Linked DNA regions of Mus musculus: regions 1, 2 and 4 are each linked to region 3. A link is a contact called in public HiChIP or PLAC-seq, Micro-C and promoter capture Hi-C data. All regions are on one chromosome and are shown on one strand. Each heading gives the region's core, a stretch centred on a gene start, on an enhancer-like site or on the middle of the called end of the contact. The rest is flanking DNA. Distances are from core to core; before and after follow the strand shown.

Evidence for each region. Promoter capture Hi-C pulls out the DNA fragments that hold promoters and counts their contacts. HiChIP or PLAC-seq counts read pairs in DNA pulled down with a chosen protein or histone mark. A called contact is a pair of places that touch in the nucleus more often than the background predicts.
Region 1: a contact with region 3 is called in a CTCF HiChIP or PLAC-seq map of CD8 T cells, with 17 read pairs. The contact joins the enhancer-like site here to the promoter of Kit in region 3. A contact is called at or near these places in 1 of 39 promoter capture datasets (trophoblast stem cells), 1 of 15 datasets of contacts at CTCF or cohesin (CD8 T cells), 2 of 484 Hi-C or Micro-C datasets (bone marrow-derived dendritic cells and group 2 innate lymphoid cells), 3 of 115 datasets of contacts at active chromatin or transcription factors (embryonic stem cells and regulatory T cell precursor) and 1 of 9 other capture datasets (liver).
Region 2: a Micro-C map of the G1E-ER4 cell line shows a contact between it and region 3, with 3 times the contacts expected there. The contact joins the enhancer-like site here to the promoter of Kit in region 3. A contact is called at or near these places in 3 of 39 promoter capture datasets (the HPC-7 cell line, hematopoietic stem and progenitor cells and neutrophils), 8 of 484 Hi-C or Micro-C datasets (the G1E-ER4 cell line, cerebellum, cortical neurons and 4 more) and 4 of 115 datasets of contacts at active chromatin or transcription factors (embryonic forebrain, embryonic hindbrain, embryonic stem cells and 1 more).
Region 4: a promoter capture Hi-C map of the HPC-7 cell line shows a contact between it and region 3, with 4 times the contacts expected there. The contact joins the enhancer-like site here to the promoter of Kit in region 3. A contact is called at or near these places in 6 of 39 promoter capture datasets (the HPC-7 cell line, HPC-7-derived erythroid cells, cranial neural crest and 3 more), 6 of 484 Hi-C or Micro-C datasets (the HPC-7 cell line, embryonic stem cells, female germline stem cells and 1 more), 4 of 115 datasets of contacts at active chromatin or transcription factors (all in embryonic stem cells) and 2 of 9 other capture datasets (adipose tissue and pancreatic islet).

The regions. Positions count from the first base shown.
Region 1 is chr5:75,665,140-75,668,992 of GRCm38.p6, reverse strand. No RefSeq gene overlaps it. Among named protein-coding and RNA genes, the nearest start is that of Gm32558, 8.2 kb to the left of the region's middle. Within about 2 kb of position 1,637, at least 13 of the 459 cell types and tissues checked have an H3K27ac peak or open chromatin away from gene starts, as enhancers often do. A contact at or near this core is called in CD8 T cells, group 2 innate lymphoid cells and regulatory T cell precursor, where this site is marked.
Region 2 is chr5:75,448,826-75,452,221 of GRCm38.p6, reverse strand. No RefSeq gene overlaps it. Among named protein-coding and RNA genes, the nearest start is that of Gm24502, 110 kb to the left of the region's middle. Within about 2 kb of position 1,896, at least 16 of the 459 cell types and tissues checked have an H3K27ac peak or open chromatin away from gene starts, as enhancers often do. A contact at or near this core is called in the G1E-ER4 cell line, the HPC-7 cell line and cerebellum, where this site is marked.
Region 3 is chr5:75,573,514-75,577,238 of GRCm38.p6, reverse strand. Kit (KIT proto-oncogene receptor tyrosine kinase) reads right to left here and starts at 2,252. Exons shown (of 21, transcript NM_001122733.1): 1 at 2,121-2,252. The coding sequence starts at 2,187.
Region 4 is chr5:75,498,947-75,502,447 of GRCm38.p6, reverse strand. No RefSeq gene overlaps it. Among named protein-coding and RNA genes, the nearest start is that of Gm24502, 60 kb to the left of the region's middle. Within about 2 kb of position 1,622, at least 11 of the 459 cell types and tissues checked have an H3K27ac peak or open chromatin away from gene starts, as enhancers often do. A contact at or near this core is called in the HPC-7 cell line and female germline stem cells, where this site is marked.

The DNA of each region.
Region 1 (3,853 bases), core at 388-2,887, 92 kb before region 3:
ACAACTTCATGTAAGCATTGTTTTTTTGTTTTTGTTTTTTTTATCAAGGAGGCATTTGAAGGGCTCTAAATATCGGGGAGCCAGAGGTTACACGTCTGACAAAGGCCTGGAGGGTAGCTATTTTCATTGTCCATCAAGAGTAGGCTAATGCTTTCCCAATCAGCCCAAGTCGAGCAAGGAAGGATTGATTGATATGGGGGAGGGGGTGCACTCCCTGGACAGCAATTCAAAGGAAAAGTGATAGCCTATTGTTATAAGAAGGGCGACTACCTAATGCTACCCTGGCGTGGTTTGCCTTTATTTTAACCACAGGCAGCTGAACCGTAAAGTATGGGTGTGATTGGAAAATGACTCCTTTTCTTCTAGTTGCCTTTAGACACCCCAAAAGGCTAGCAATTTTCTTTTAAAAATACATCCAATAAAAATCAACCCAGGCACGCTGGTATCCCGACTTTTTTCTCAGGATACTTTTACTTATTAAAGCCGATTATATTTTCAGATTTAATTAACTTTTAATGAGCACACACACTTCTCCCAGCCCAGCGCTAGGCTTTCTCATGTGGATTATCTTTATTTAATAAACTGACTAAAGTCAAATTTTACTTACATCCCCTGATGTAGCTTTTAACCCAGATATATGCCAGCTTCCATGTAGGGTAGAAGTGGACGGAAGAAAACCAGATCTCAGACTTTCCAGAGCCAATCAGCAAAGTCTTACCTGGAATTATTAGATTTCTCTTTGTGACCATAATATGAACAATTACAGTGATTTACAGTGACATGGAGTAATTTCTATAAGCCAGTGTTCATTAAAATGTAAGCTGATAATTTATTTCTTTAAGAAATGCACACATAAAAGTAGAAAGGTATGGGAGAAACCATATCAAAGTTATCATTGATTTGCTACGGAAGAGAAAGAATTAAGCAAATATTCCAGACCTCTAAGTTTGCAGGTTCCATAACTATGAATTCATCCAACAAGGATAGAAAGAATTTTAAATTGTACTTCTAAGTCTGGGAAGATGGCTCAGGGCATAGAGTGCTTGCAGAATAAGCATGAAGAACTGAGTCTGGATTCCCAGATCTCTCTCTCTCTCTCTCTCTGCCTCTCTCTCTCTCTCTCTCTCTCTCTCTCTCTCTCTCTCTCTCTCTCTCTTTCTGTCTCTCTCTGTCTCTCTCTCTGTGTCTCTGTCTCTGTCTCTGCCTCTCTCTCTCTGTCACACACACACACACACACACACACACACACACACACACACACACACCACTGTTCCAGTAGTGAGCTTTTATAGACTTGTCACTCCCTAAACAATGCAGCATAACAACCATTTGCATAGCATTTACATTGTATTAGGTATTATAAGCAATCTAGAAACGAGTTAAGGCATATGGTAGGAGGTGCACGTGTTCTATGCAAATAACCTATTTTAAATGAGGGGCTTGAGCATCTTCAGATGTTCCTGCCTGCGGGAGGTCATAGGATTAACTCCCTGTAGACATGAAGAAACAAATAGATATTTAATAAAAAAAAAAATTTAAGCGGAGTTTGGAGGTAAGAGCCTTGGTGCTAGAGATGTCTGAAAAACGGAAAGACACAGGTGACATCCTTCCACATCTTCCTGTCTGAGTCAGTTTAGCAGTCTGTGTTTAAGCAGCTAGGGAATACCCCCCAAACACCCCAAAGGCAGGAAGTCTTACAGCCATCACAGAGTGGGGGGATGGGCTGTTAAAATGCCGAATGTCAGGGGACTGCAGAATTTCCCCAAAGGTTACTTACAAAAGACTAGAGTTTGGGGATCACTGTGGGAAGGGACAGGAACCTGGGATTCATCAGCCACAGAAATACCCTAAAGCTCCCATTTTCTAAGTCTACTGAGATGGACTTAGAGGTCTGGTAGAATTTGTATAACCTTAAGTTCCTCAACTTTGTAACACACATAACTCCTATCTCTAGGGCTATTGTGAGGATTAAGACCAAAATGTGCTTTAAGTGCTTATAAACTGTCTCTTTAAGAAAGGGGACTAAAGAGATGCCTACAAGGTAAGTAGTTGCAAGAAGAGGGAAAATGGTAGGCTTGGAAGTCACTGTCTATCCCAGCATCTTTAAACTTCCTTGTGAGGCATTTCAGAGACTCGAGGGTTTTATATATTTTTTTTCTTTGTTCTTGAGCATGTCATACCTGTATACAGTGAAACATGACCATAACCACTCCTCTACCCACCCCTAAGTGCTCCCAATATGGCCCCCTCCCAACTTCATGTTCTGTGTTTGTTTGATAGCATACTAAATCCAATTAGCGCTGTACATACATGTATGAGTGTATGCCCATCCAATGGAGCACAAGAAATCCAAAGAGTGATCTCTCACCAGAAGCTATCAACAGCCAATAGGGGGTGGGGGCTAGAGAGCCCTCCCCCCATCTATGCTAGAACATTGGCTGGATTGAGTTTGTACAGGTAGCCACAGTTGGTGGAGAGTGGTCCACTCACTCATCTTTTTCTGTTTGTAAATCCCATCTCCTTTTGTAAGGTTAGGACTGCGCTCTTGTCGACCTCAGAGGAAAGCAGTACAGTAGAGTTCCACGAAGCTCATGTTGGGTCAACAGCTTGGTGGAGAAACCTCCTTCTGGTATCTTTAGGTAGTGAATAAAAGTGAGGCAAACCCTTCTGAACTGGGCTAACATTGTTTGTCCCCGTTGACCGAGACATGGGGACACCGGGGTGTCTTTGTGAGAATTAGAGACTTTCTAGGGCCAGTGGCTCTGTTTGTGTCTTGTGGATTTGAACAATTTAATTCATTGCCCACAGAAGGTAGGTTTTAGAAAGAAGTATTTTATTATGGGGAATGGCTTGGTTACTTTTCTATTAATATTTATTGATTGATTGATTTTTAAACAGCATTTAATCAGGGGCTTGCTTACAGTTTCAGAGGATTGGTCCACTCTTAGCATGGTGGGAAGCTAACAGATATTATTTGTAGCACTGTAATTGTAGGTGAGGCCTTTACATCTGTCTTAGTCAGGGTTTCTATTCCTGCACAAACATCATGACCAAGAAGCAAGTTGGGGAGGAAAGGGTTTATTCGACTTACACTTCCATACTGCTGTTCATCACCAAGGAAGTCAGGACTGGAACTCAAGCAGGTCAGGAAGCAGGAGCTGATGCAGAGGCCATGGAGGGATGTTCTTTACTGGCTTGCTTCCCCTGGCTTGCTCACCCTGCTCTCTTAGAGAACCAAAATTATCAGCCCAGAGATGGTCCCACCCACAAGGGGCCTTTCCCCCTTGATCACTAATTGAGAAAATGCCTTACAGTTGGATCTCATGGAGGCATTTCCTCAACGGAAGCTCCTTTTTCTGTGATAACTCCAGCTGTGTCAAGTTGACACAAAACTAGCCAGTACAACATCCTGACCCACAGGTGGAGCGGGGAGCAAAAGAGAGAGAGGGCGAGGGGGGTACTGGTGTGGGTTTTTGAGTCCTCAAAGCTCAGTCCTAGTAACACCTCAACACACCTTCTCCAGTAAAGCTACACCTTCCAATTCTTTCCAAAGAGCTCATCAACTGGAGACTAAGCTCTCAACTTGTATGAGCCATTTTGGGGTCATTCTCATTCAAAAAGAGAGAGAGAGAGAGAGAGAGAGAGAGAGAGAGAGAGAGAGAGAGAGAGAGAGAGAGAGAAAGTTAGTTTAAGAGACAGAAAGATGGAAAGATCCCTGTACAGTGGTGGGGGCGCCTAGAACTGGGCAAGGACCTGGAGTCTATCTATAAGGCTTTACTAGATGGAGGAACAGAGAAGGAATGAACTGTTTAGTCTGCTTCCACTGCAGGTGTCCAGGCACCTCATGATTTCA
Region 2 (3,396 bases), core at 647-3,146, 120 kb after region 3:
ATATACACACACACACACACACACTCTCTCACAGAGCCCAGGTTGGCCTCAAACGTGCTAGGAGGCTAACGATGACTTTGAACTTCTGGCCCTCACCTCCCTACTTCCAAAATGCTAGGATTACAGCCACGCATCCCCACATTCTGTTTATGTGGCGCTGGTGTTGACAACCCAGGGTCTTATCCAAACTAGGCAAGCACTATACCAAGTGAGCTACATCCTGGGGGTAGTTCTCTTTTAAAAATGAAATATTTTTCTCAATCATTTGCATTTCTGGCTTCTTTTATATTCCACTGTCTAGCACGTTGGCTTGCTTTCTTGGTATAGTTCCTGCACTCCGCGGTAAGCACTCCACGGTCTCTGCCACTCCCTGCTGGCTCCCAGCCAGCCAGCCTTGTCCCTCAACCTGCTGGACTGCTGTCTGTATTTGAACATGACCCTGAGCCCAAAGCATGTCCAACAGATCCGCAAACATCATTGCTTCAGGGTAGACATTGCCCCCGCTTCCTGGCTGTGTCTGATATATCATGGAATCCTTGTCTTCATGGTCTGGGACCCCAGCAGAATGGTGTGAATACTGATGGATGCCTATTCTCAGGGGTTTCCTTTGCCTCCAGCACTTAATGGTTTTGACCCATGACAACTTTAAAGGATTTGAATTCCTACTTGATCTCCATCTCTTACCCCAGGCGGTTTCAGATCTGAAGTGAAAATGCGAATGTAGGAGTGTTCTGGGGTAAAATGTTTCCCAACTCCTTTCCCAGCAGATGTAAATGTAAAGCTCTCTCCTGTAGAGGGCCTTCCCCAGGCCCCTTCCACCAAGAGTCCTGGTGCTCTGTCCCCTCCTCCCCTCTCAATGCCCCTACTCAGATGCCCAAGGAAGGTCCCTCAGCCCTCTTCCAGACATACTATGGAGAGGCTGGAGGTGCCAAGCCATCTGTCCATTCTTCCCACGCCCTTACCAGAAGCAGGGACTCGAGATAAGGAAACGTTTACTCCTTAGACCTCTGAGATCCTTAGCTGCTGGGTTCAGTTTTACAGGGAAACCCTCTAAAAGGGCCTGACTCTTGCTGAGTTCGCTGGATTCCCGACTTGAGACAGGTGTAAATTCTAAACCATGGCTCAGGCCTAAACATCAGAAGGCCGGGTGGTTTAACCGTTCGTGTGTCTGCCTCCTCCCTGGGGTAGTATTTCACTAATCTTCCGGTACCTACAGTAGAGAGGCAGAGGGGAGGACCAAGGAGCAAGGATCGGGGACTAGGCGTTCAGTCAAGAACTGCCAAAAAAAAAAAAAAAAAAAAAAAAAAAAAGGGAGGAGAGGGAGATAGAAAACTAAGCGACCTAGCATGGTTGTCTCTGCGGTTCACTGCACTAGGGCGCCTGCTAATTGGGTCTTGGTTTTTCTCACCAAACCCTTTGATTGGCCCTTCCCTCCTGTCACTTACCAGTCTTGACCCTGTTTGCTGCCTTTCCCCTTTGCTAAAAGAGGCCCCTTTTCTAATCTCCCCAAAAGGACCAGATAGGCTGGACCGAAGGGAAGGGAAGAGGCTGTAGGGACGTAGTTGTCGTCATCAGCGTGGTCAGTGCGACCTGAATTTATTTTCCACAAAGCCTGTTTTCAGGGTTTGTTGTAGTGGACTTCAACCCTCCCTAAGGAACATAAGCCACCCAAAGGAACCTCAAACTCTGAAGGGAGTGGAGCTTCATAGCCTGAAGGTCTGAAGTCTGGGCTCATGTGAGTGCGCCCCTAAGAGGTGAAGGGCGCGCAGCAGCCCCAGATCTTCCTGCTGCGGGGGTCTCCAACCAAGGAGGAGCGCTCAGCTGTCAGCCTCTCAGCCCCTCGCTCCAGGTCCCCATGCGCAGCCAGCCTGTCACCTCCCATTACCCCAGCTCTGCTTGGGAAGAGCATCTGGCGCGTGTGCCTGCAGGCCCAGGGGGTGAATTTAGGGTGGATTTCAAGGCTGAGCTAAGCACCCGTTTTGCTGAGGTCTGAGAACGCGGGTGTTTGCCACCGCACTGGGTGCTGGAAGCAATAGGCACGCAGCTGCACGGGAACCAGCGATGGGGTCCAAGCAGGTGGCGCAGGGGCCCTAACTGTGTTTCATCGCTGAAGGCTGGGATAGCCGCCAAGGGCCCACTGTGGTTCAGTACCGGGCTGGTACTAGTCTCCAGCACACTGACGAGGCTGAGCAGAGAGCAGGTCCTTAGCTGGCCTCTAATTCACTGTATTTATACAGGTTTATGCCACCAAATCTGGTTTATCCAGTGCTGGGAATAAAAACTAGGCAAGCCCCCACCACACCCTCAACCCCAAATCTTTCTCTTCTCACTAAGTTAGGACCACACTGGTCCTTTCAGAATGCAGACTCACAGGGGAGAGGACCTGCTCTTCACAGTGGTTAAAAGATCAGTACCAGGGCTCTGGGGGTCTGGACCGCCCTGCTGGCTTCACATTCAAGCTGCATCACATACAAACTGATAACCTACTCTTCCTAGGCGTCTGGTCCTTAGGTCAATGGGGGTGGGGGTGGGGGTAGGGGTGGGGGTGGGGAGTCAGGTAGCTATTTGGAAGGATTTGGGGGGGGTGGAGCCAAGAAGTATATTCAAAGCCCTAACCCCAAGGCTTCACAGTCACACCAAGGGGTTAGAGCTAGGGTGGGACATGGAAGTTGGTGTCTGTGATTGGCTTAGCTCAGTGATACCTATTTATAATCTTTTTTTCCCTTCTAAAGCCTCAGCTACCTCAGTTATGATTCCTGAACCAGACCCTAGGAACAGAATTTTGAACTTCAAGCCAGAAGCAGAATCCACATTGCAGTAAGACCCAAGTGGTCTATCTTCACCCTGCAGCCCAAGAAACACTAGCCTAGAACATCCCAAGACCTTCTACTCATTGCCGTAGAACCTTTTGGGTCTGTGGGGCCGCTTGGAGCACCTCAGCTCTTGCATTCACACTCCCCAGCCTTCCTGCACTGCCCCTACCCCAGGATCACTTTCTGAACACACAGCACCAACCAGTGCTAGAGATGGAAAACTGTTAACTGAGACAGGTGAATGGAAGCAAGGAAAGCCAGAACATGGGTGAGCTACGGTGTAGACTGTCAATACACAGCAGTGCTCAGGGGGCTCCTTCACCTTGCTGGAGGATTTATGGGAGACAGCAGGGTGAGGCTCAAAGTGTCTGTGGCTCAGACTTCACTTGGGTGGCTTCTACCTTCTGTGTGGGGGTCAGCCTTGGGCTGACCTGGAAGCAGGGACGCACCAACTTGGGATTCTGAGTCTGGACCATGGCTGATGGCCATCAGTCCTTCCTTAAAGAGCTGCTGGATATCAATGTGCCTGGAAAGAGATCCCTGCTCTTCAGCCACGCTCTTTCAAGTGCCTTTTGTCCAGCTG
Region 3 (3,725 bases), core at 1,003-3,502:
CTGTGAATGCCCCGGAAGGAGGGGTTACTGCAGAGCAGGCACTGGTTAGCCCTCCAAAGGTTACAGCATAAACAAAAACACAAAACTGCTTCCTGCAAAGCCTGGAGCAAAACCGTAACACACACACACACACACACACACACACACACACACCCCAAAAGGCCCTTAGACAAGAAAGCTGCTTTCTGAAATTGTGAACTCCTCAGATCCTTCGTGATGCAAATGTCTTCAAGTACCTTCCGTGGAAACCAAAGTCCCCCCCAACACACACCCACTCCCAATTTAAATGACCGCCCAAGGGCACAAAACCAAGGAGGCAGAATGGCTGAAAAGGAGGCCTGAAACGGGAGAGACAGAGAAAGGAATTACAACACACCCTGTGCCAGGAATCAGACCTTCAAATTCCCTCTGCCAAAAAGTTATTGGCCAGAGCAGACTAATCAGGGGGAAAATGCAAACCATTGACTCGTTTCTGTTTTCAAAAGGGAACTGTGATCTTTGTGGCGTTCCACCTTGCTCTAAAGCAGAACAAGGTGGAAAACGTAAAAGATCACTGGGGTCATTTTCAGCTAAGTGGTCAAATATGCCTAGGAATCTGAACACTCATTTGTGACCCTTGGTGACCCCTCTTCTGTGCGCGCAGAGGTCCAGATGCAAGACTTCCCCCACAAAAAAAAAGCCCTCTCCCAGCCTTTCAAAAGCATCTAGGGAGTGAGATCTGGAAAACGCAGTCAGCGGTGGGCTCAAAACAGGTCACAGAGATGCTGGCCATCTGACGCCTTATTGCAGCGTGCAGATTGTCTCTAGCCTATAGCATCAAGGTAACCTAAAAGGGTTTCTGGTTTTTGTTTTGAAAATGACCTAGGAGGGAGCAGGGCTTCAGGACTAAGCAGGCAACCTGCACGGGCAGTGCACCAGCGACACCTGGCAAAAAAAGGGGCAGGGCTGAGGAGCTCCGGAACCTTAAGATCTTGAGACCCAAGTTACCCTGCAAAAGGTAACAAGATTTTCCCAACAGCTTGAAGAAACAAATGCTATTTGCAGAAAGCTTACCCCTTCTCCCCCACCCCCTAGCCTCCCCAGGCAGCCCTGAGTATGGCTATCACGTGGGAGAGGGTTTCTGGATCTCGGGATTCCCCTCCAAAAAAAAAAAAAAAAAAAAAAAACGGCCACCTGCGATTACAAGTCGCATACACTGAAACCAGAGGTTTCCAAAGCTGGGGAGAACTGACTCGGTCCTGGTCCAGCGCGCACGAGGTGGCAAGAACAGCTGCGTCCCCGCACGCAGTCCCTGATTCCCAGAAGCTGGCGACCAACGTAGGCTACAGCAGCTCCCTGGCGCGTGGCAGCAACGAACACCGTGCGGCTGCAGAGAGGGGCGAGCCCCTAGCACGAGATTTACAAAAGGAAAAAGTCTGCAACCTAGCGGCTGCTCGCCACACGCCCGGCTCAAGTTGTCCCCATAGCCGCCACCTACAGGCTCGTGGGGTCCCGCCCCAGAGCCTCACGCCGCGTGCTCCCCGTGCAAAAAACGGAGTTGGGTGGGGGCAAGCAAGCCCGAGATTCGTCTCCTCGGGTGGCGCCGCGCACGATGAGAGCGGCTGCAGTTGCGTCCCCAGCACTGTGCACAAAGAGCGCCCGAGGTGGGGAAGCAGCGGCCGCAAGAAAAGGCTCTCCAACTTTGCCCGGCGTGTGTCCGGGACCCGTGGGCTGGTTGTCCCAGGCGTCGGTCACCCACGCGCAACTTTTAACAAAAAGGAAGCCGTGGCCGCACCTCGCTCGGAGAGAGGACGCTCTCGGTGCGAAGCCCGAGGCCGCCCGCCCCTGCCACCCGCGCGCAGTCGGCACAAAAGCATCACCAAACTCGCCCGCAGCCTGCAGCTCGCTGCCTGGGTTCCCAGAAGACCCTCGGCCCCGGGTCTCCACCACCCGGGCTGAGGTCTCTCAGCTCAGGTGAGCGAGGCGGGCCACCAGAGTCCCGCGGCCGCCTACCACCTTCGAGGTGGTAGGCATGGGAAAAGCCAACAGCTACCACTCCGGACGCACCCAGGTGGCACCCCTCCCGGACCCGGGCTGCGCCCACAGAGGGTGCAGTCCTCTTGTCTGCCGCTCTTTCCCACCTGTCTGGCCACGGAGCAGGACCAACAGGACGCAGAGCAGATCCCAGGCGCCGCGAGCGCCTCTCATCGCGGTGGCTGCGCTAGACTCTGAGCTCCTCTCTCTGCTACAGCTCTCGCCCAAGTGCACCGAGCGCGGCAAAGCCGAGCCCCCAGAGCCACTAGCGGCGCGCGACAGCCCCTCCTCCAGCCCTCCTCCCAGCTCGTGGCCACGCCCCTCCCTTCTCCCGCCCGGGTCGCACTCCCTCCCGCTGCCTAGTGCCCGGGGCTCTCGGGCTGCAATAAGCTGATCCCGGGGGCGCTGTGCCCTCTAAGACCAGGAGCCCCCACAGGCCCTCCACCCTGGATCCTCTTCCTCCTAGCACTCTCCCTCCATCGGTGGTCCTTCAGTCCAGGCGGCTGGCTGGCCACGCAGGTGCTGCCCGCGCTTTGTGAAGCCCAGCGCCACGAGCGCATTAGGTACGGGCCAGCCACCTGGCAGGTGCTCCCTAGACAATAAAGGACAACCACCGGTCCCTCCAGCAAGCTCCGGAGCGGGGAGAATATATTCGGCTTATGGTGGAGGTGTTACTAGTCGGGATTGCCGGGCGAAGGGATTAGGAAACTGGGTCCCCAACATTTATTTCTGTTCCTGTTGGTAGAGGAGGACGGATCGTGGCACCCCTGACCTCAGTAAAAGACCGAGCCCACGTTTAAGTAATTTTTCATGCTCAGTTTCTCCACCTGCTGCGAAACCTGTAAGAATACAGCTGATTTCTATTGGCCAGCGTGGACCTCCACCCAGCCAAGCTCCTGCTGAGACTTGTGGAAACTGGGCCAGTGGACTACAGAGGCATCCTGTGAAGGAGTTAGCTTTGAAACTCGGTTTTTAAAACCTATTTGCATTTGGGTGCCTTTTCTCTTGTGTTAATTATTTTTTTAATCTCACCCTCAACACCCCCCCCCCGCCCCATCCCCTCTGAGTCCCCCTTTCCCCAACTCGATCCGACTGTGGTCTGCCTTAGGAGCAAGATAAAAGCAAAATAATTTCCTTTTAAAGTTTTTTTTTAATGTGTATGAGTGTTTTACTTACATGAATATGTGTGTGTGCCACGTGTGTGACTAGTGCCCAGGGAGGTCAGAAGGATGTCAGATCTCCTGAAACTAGAGTTACGGATGCTTGTGTATCATCTTGTGGGTGCCTGGAGCCCAACTACTCTTGTTCTTTGTTTGTTTCTTTGTTTGTTTGTTTGTTTGTTTCGAGACAGGGTTACTGGCTGTCCTGGAACTCACTTTGTAGACCAGGCTGCCTCGAACTCAGAAATTCGCCTGCCTCTGCCTCCCAAGTGCTGGGATTAAAGTCATGCGCCAACTTTCTTGTTCTTAACTAATTGACCCAACTCTCCAACTCCTAAAGTAATTCTCTTAAGACAATTTCTACCTAGGGACATTTCACAGTCACTGTGGCTATCCGGGGGTGGACAGTAACAATCTGGGTTTTTATAGTATCCGGGTCTACAGTTAACGTTATGAAGTAGAGAAGATAAACGTTTGTTTTGGGGGTTCTTTAAGTCCCAAGATTGTACACTTAATAGTGTTTAAGTGTGAGACCTCAAACCAATATTTTTT
Region 4 (3,501 bases), core at 373-2,872, 74 kb after region 3:
GAAACCCAGCAGAGCAAGCAACAAACCTTGCAGGTACATATCTAGCATCTAGGGCTTGCAGGGTAACCCTCTGAGCTCCAATGGGCTTGGTTAGCTGCATTCCTATGGCCCTGCTATCTACAGGACAGGTGGGCTCTCTCTTGGGCTTATTCTACACAGTGTGTCTCCTTGGGAGACATCTCACATCCGTGACATCTCCAACATTCTAGGGTTCCCACAGACATGTAGACTTCACCCACTCAGCTCCATGCAATGGCCTTTCTGTAAGGCATCTAAGCCTGTTGCATATTGCCTGACCTCACTTTTTCTTCTGGAACTTCAATAATGCTCAAATATCTAGGAGATTAGCAAGATACAGCTGGATTTTATGATAGATTGGAACAGAAACGGCTTCTAATCCAATTCCCTAGAAGATTCCTGTTCCCCCTGAGACCTCGTGGCTATCTGAGACCTCATGGGCACAATCATGACCATCTGAGACATCACGAACATAGTATTTATCATCTGAGACCTACCTCATGGGAATAGTCTTGACCATCTGAGACATCACGAACACAGTATTTACAGAATTCTAGGGCTTTCCACATTCCTTCTGCAAACTTTTTCTGAAGACCTGTGAGTCACAGTGTCAAGTGGATCACAGCCACCGCCTCAGTTCTTGGTATCACTTTTCTATGTTAGTTACTTTTATGCTACTTAGGCCAAAATACCCGTCAGAGCAACTTCAGAAAAGAAGGGTTTATTGTGGCTCCCAGACTCAGAGGACATCAACTCACCATGTTGGAGAAACAATGGTGTGTGTGTGTGTGTGTGTGTGTGTGTGTGTGTGTGTGTGTGTGTGTGAATGCTTCACATCATAGTGAATCAGGAAGCAGAGAGCCCTGGGCAGAAGCCAAAGTGTAGTTCACCTTCATAGCTGGTTCTCTGTGACACACTTCCTCTGTGTAGAACATAGTCCCACAGGTTTCTCTGCCTCTACAAGCAACATTGCAACCTGGAGACCATGTCTTCAAACGCAGGAACTTGTGGGGAGCAGTTTCCATCCAAATGACAAGGGCATCAATCCTGGAAAACATCTGCCTGCTGCCTCTGCATCTGCCCTCAGTCCAGCAGCTTATCCACAGCTTGTCCACAAAGCATATCCCTAGCTTTTAAAAATGACATCGGCTTCTGTTGTCAGATCACACCAAGCAAGTTACATCACATTTACTTGGGACATAAGCCAGCTTCCAAAACAACTAAGTTGAGTGATTATACACTGATGAGCAGAGAACGCAGGATGTGCAGCCTCTGAGCTCCGTACTGAGTAATTCTCTAGGGAGTCAGAGACGTCTTTGCTTTGTGATGATAGAGAACTATTTGTCTCTGGGAACCTTGAATAAATGCACATTGTCCAGGGATAATTAACATCCCAATGACTGCTGCTATATGCTGGCCTGTTGTGGGCTCTGCACACACCATTCCCACCCTTCCTATTTCATAACTGGAGAACTGAGGCCCAGCAGGTGCTTTCCCTTGCAAAAGACTTTTAATGGCAAAGCCAGGTTTTCAACCAGGACCAGTGAATCCAGAGCCTGTATTTTATCTCAACTGTGGTGAGTCACTTGAGTCTTAGTCACATTTCCTGGTAGCTAAAAGAGTAGACGCTATCCCGGAGTTGGTTGTTAGTTTCCAAATATACTGAATAATAACATTTTACTCCCTAAATTTGGCCATCCTGAAGCTTTAAATAATATTTTTCTATTTTGAAATACTGTGAAGGAATATAAAAATGTTGCGGCGTCCTCTGAGGTTCAGAACCTCAAATTTACATTTGGAATGAGAAAGATGCTGTGACCTATAGAAAGAGAATTTTTATAATTCCTAAATTAGTACCCACAAAAGAATTTGCTAAAACTATGTGTTGGTTGGTTCCTTAAACTTACCCAGTGCTGTCCGCCTGCCCAATGGCAGCTCCCCATCTGCCTCCCTGAACATTAGACAGACCTTTGCCTTCACAGCCTAAGTAGGAAAATGAAAGGGTGCATATTCCAGATATCTAAAACATTCCAATAATTCTTATTTTCAGAAGGAAACAGCAACATATGGTGGTATAGAGTACCGGCCTGGAAACCTGTGGCATGCTTCAGTCCAGGTGTTCATGTCTCAACTCCAGGCTTTGGTTTCCTACGTTTAAGTGTTTCAAAGACATTGTCTCTTCTTCCTTTCACTCCAGAAAGATGGCAGAACTGTCGAGATCCTGTGCAGCGAGTGATCTACATCTCCTCAGATTAAACCTTGGCATATATGCAAATTAGCTTTATTCTGCAATGGAGGAAGGAGTAAAACACTGGGCACGGTTACTTAGTATCTGAGGAACGTGATTAGGAATCACATTCCAGAGGAGGCCAGGTCATCAATAAAGTACGTGCAGGGCTGATTCACTAAGGGAATTGACTATTTTCCCAAAAGATTTGGATTCACTTTCCAGCACCAGTATGGTGGCTCACAACCATCAGTATTTCCAGTTCCAGGGGAATCTTACGCCCTCTTCAGGCCTCAGCAGGCACTGCATGCATGTAGCACACAGACATACATGCGGGCAAAACACTCATACACATACAATAAAAAAATGAATTAAAGTACTTTTCTCTAAAAGCACACACTAGGACGTCTATTAACTGCTGTAGGGGATAGTATGCAACATGGTCCCTTAGTGACATTGGTGTTGAACATCATTATCTAGAAGGGCACAATAGACCCTGCTGGTAGCTTCAGACCTGGTAAAGTCAAAGCTGAAGCTCTACTCTGAGCTGTTTGGTCCTGTGCTTGCCTCTTGGTTCACAAGGAGTTCTGTCCCCGTGACATGTGAGTAACACTATTCACTTGGCCAGTCCGAATGCCGGGAAAAGCTTTCCAGTGGGTCTTGTAGTCACGATGGCTCAGGAGGCTTAGGGACAAGGAATGGGCTTTTCCAACCCTACAAGAACAGACTGTATGGCTGGTTTTATGCCTACCTGATAATAAATGCTTATACTTGAAGATGCTGGTCTAAGAATGCTTCCTTTGTGCCATACCTCCCTAGTAGGTGGTAGGAGGTGTTTTGGAAGAGGCTGGAGACGAGGGATTCATGGCTTTTATCCACTCCATTGGTCAGAGATGACTCATGCTTACAAGAATAGCCATTGGCTGTAGAATGACCAAATTGGTTTAGGTCAGTTCTCAGCAATGAGCAGTCTTTGTGAACAGCTTAGCACACTGCCTGACACCGTGTCCTCCCTCTTCTTAGAATCCCGTCATTCCTGCCAGAAAATAGGATAGGTGCTCAACTATGTCATGTGTTCCTCAACAATATTTACTGAGTGTCTCCTATGTGCAAGGCACAGGCTTGAGAGTTGTCTATCAGTGCATCCAGTGATAGCCACCCCTGACATGTAGAGCTTACTTTACAGAGATGACAAACAAGAGAAGTGACTGGTGTCTTTCTTGACCTGTTAGTCTTGCCTTAGTTTGTGAAAGCAA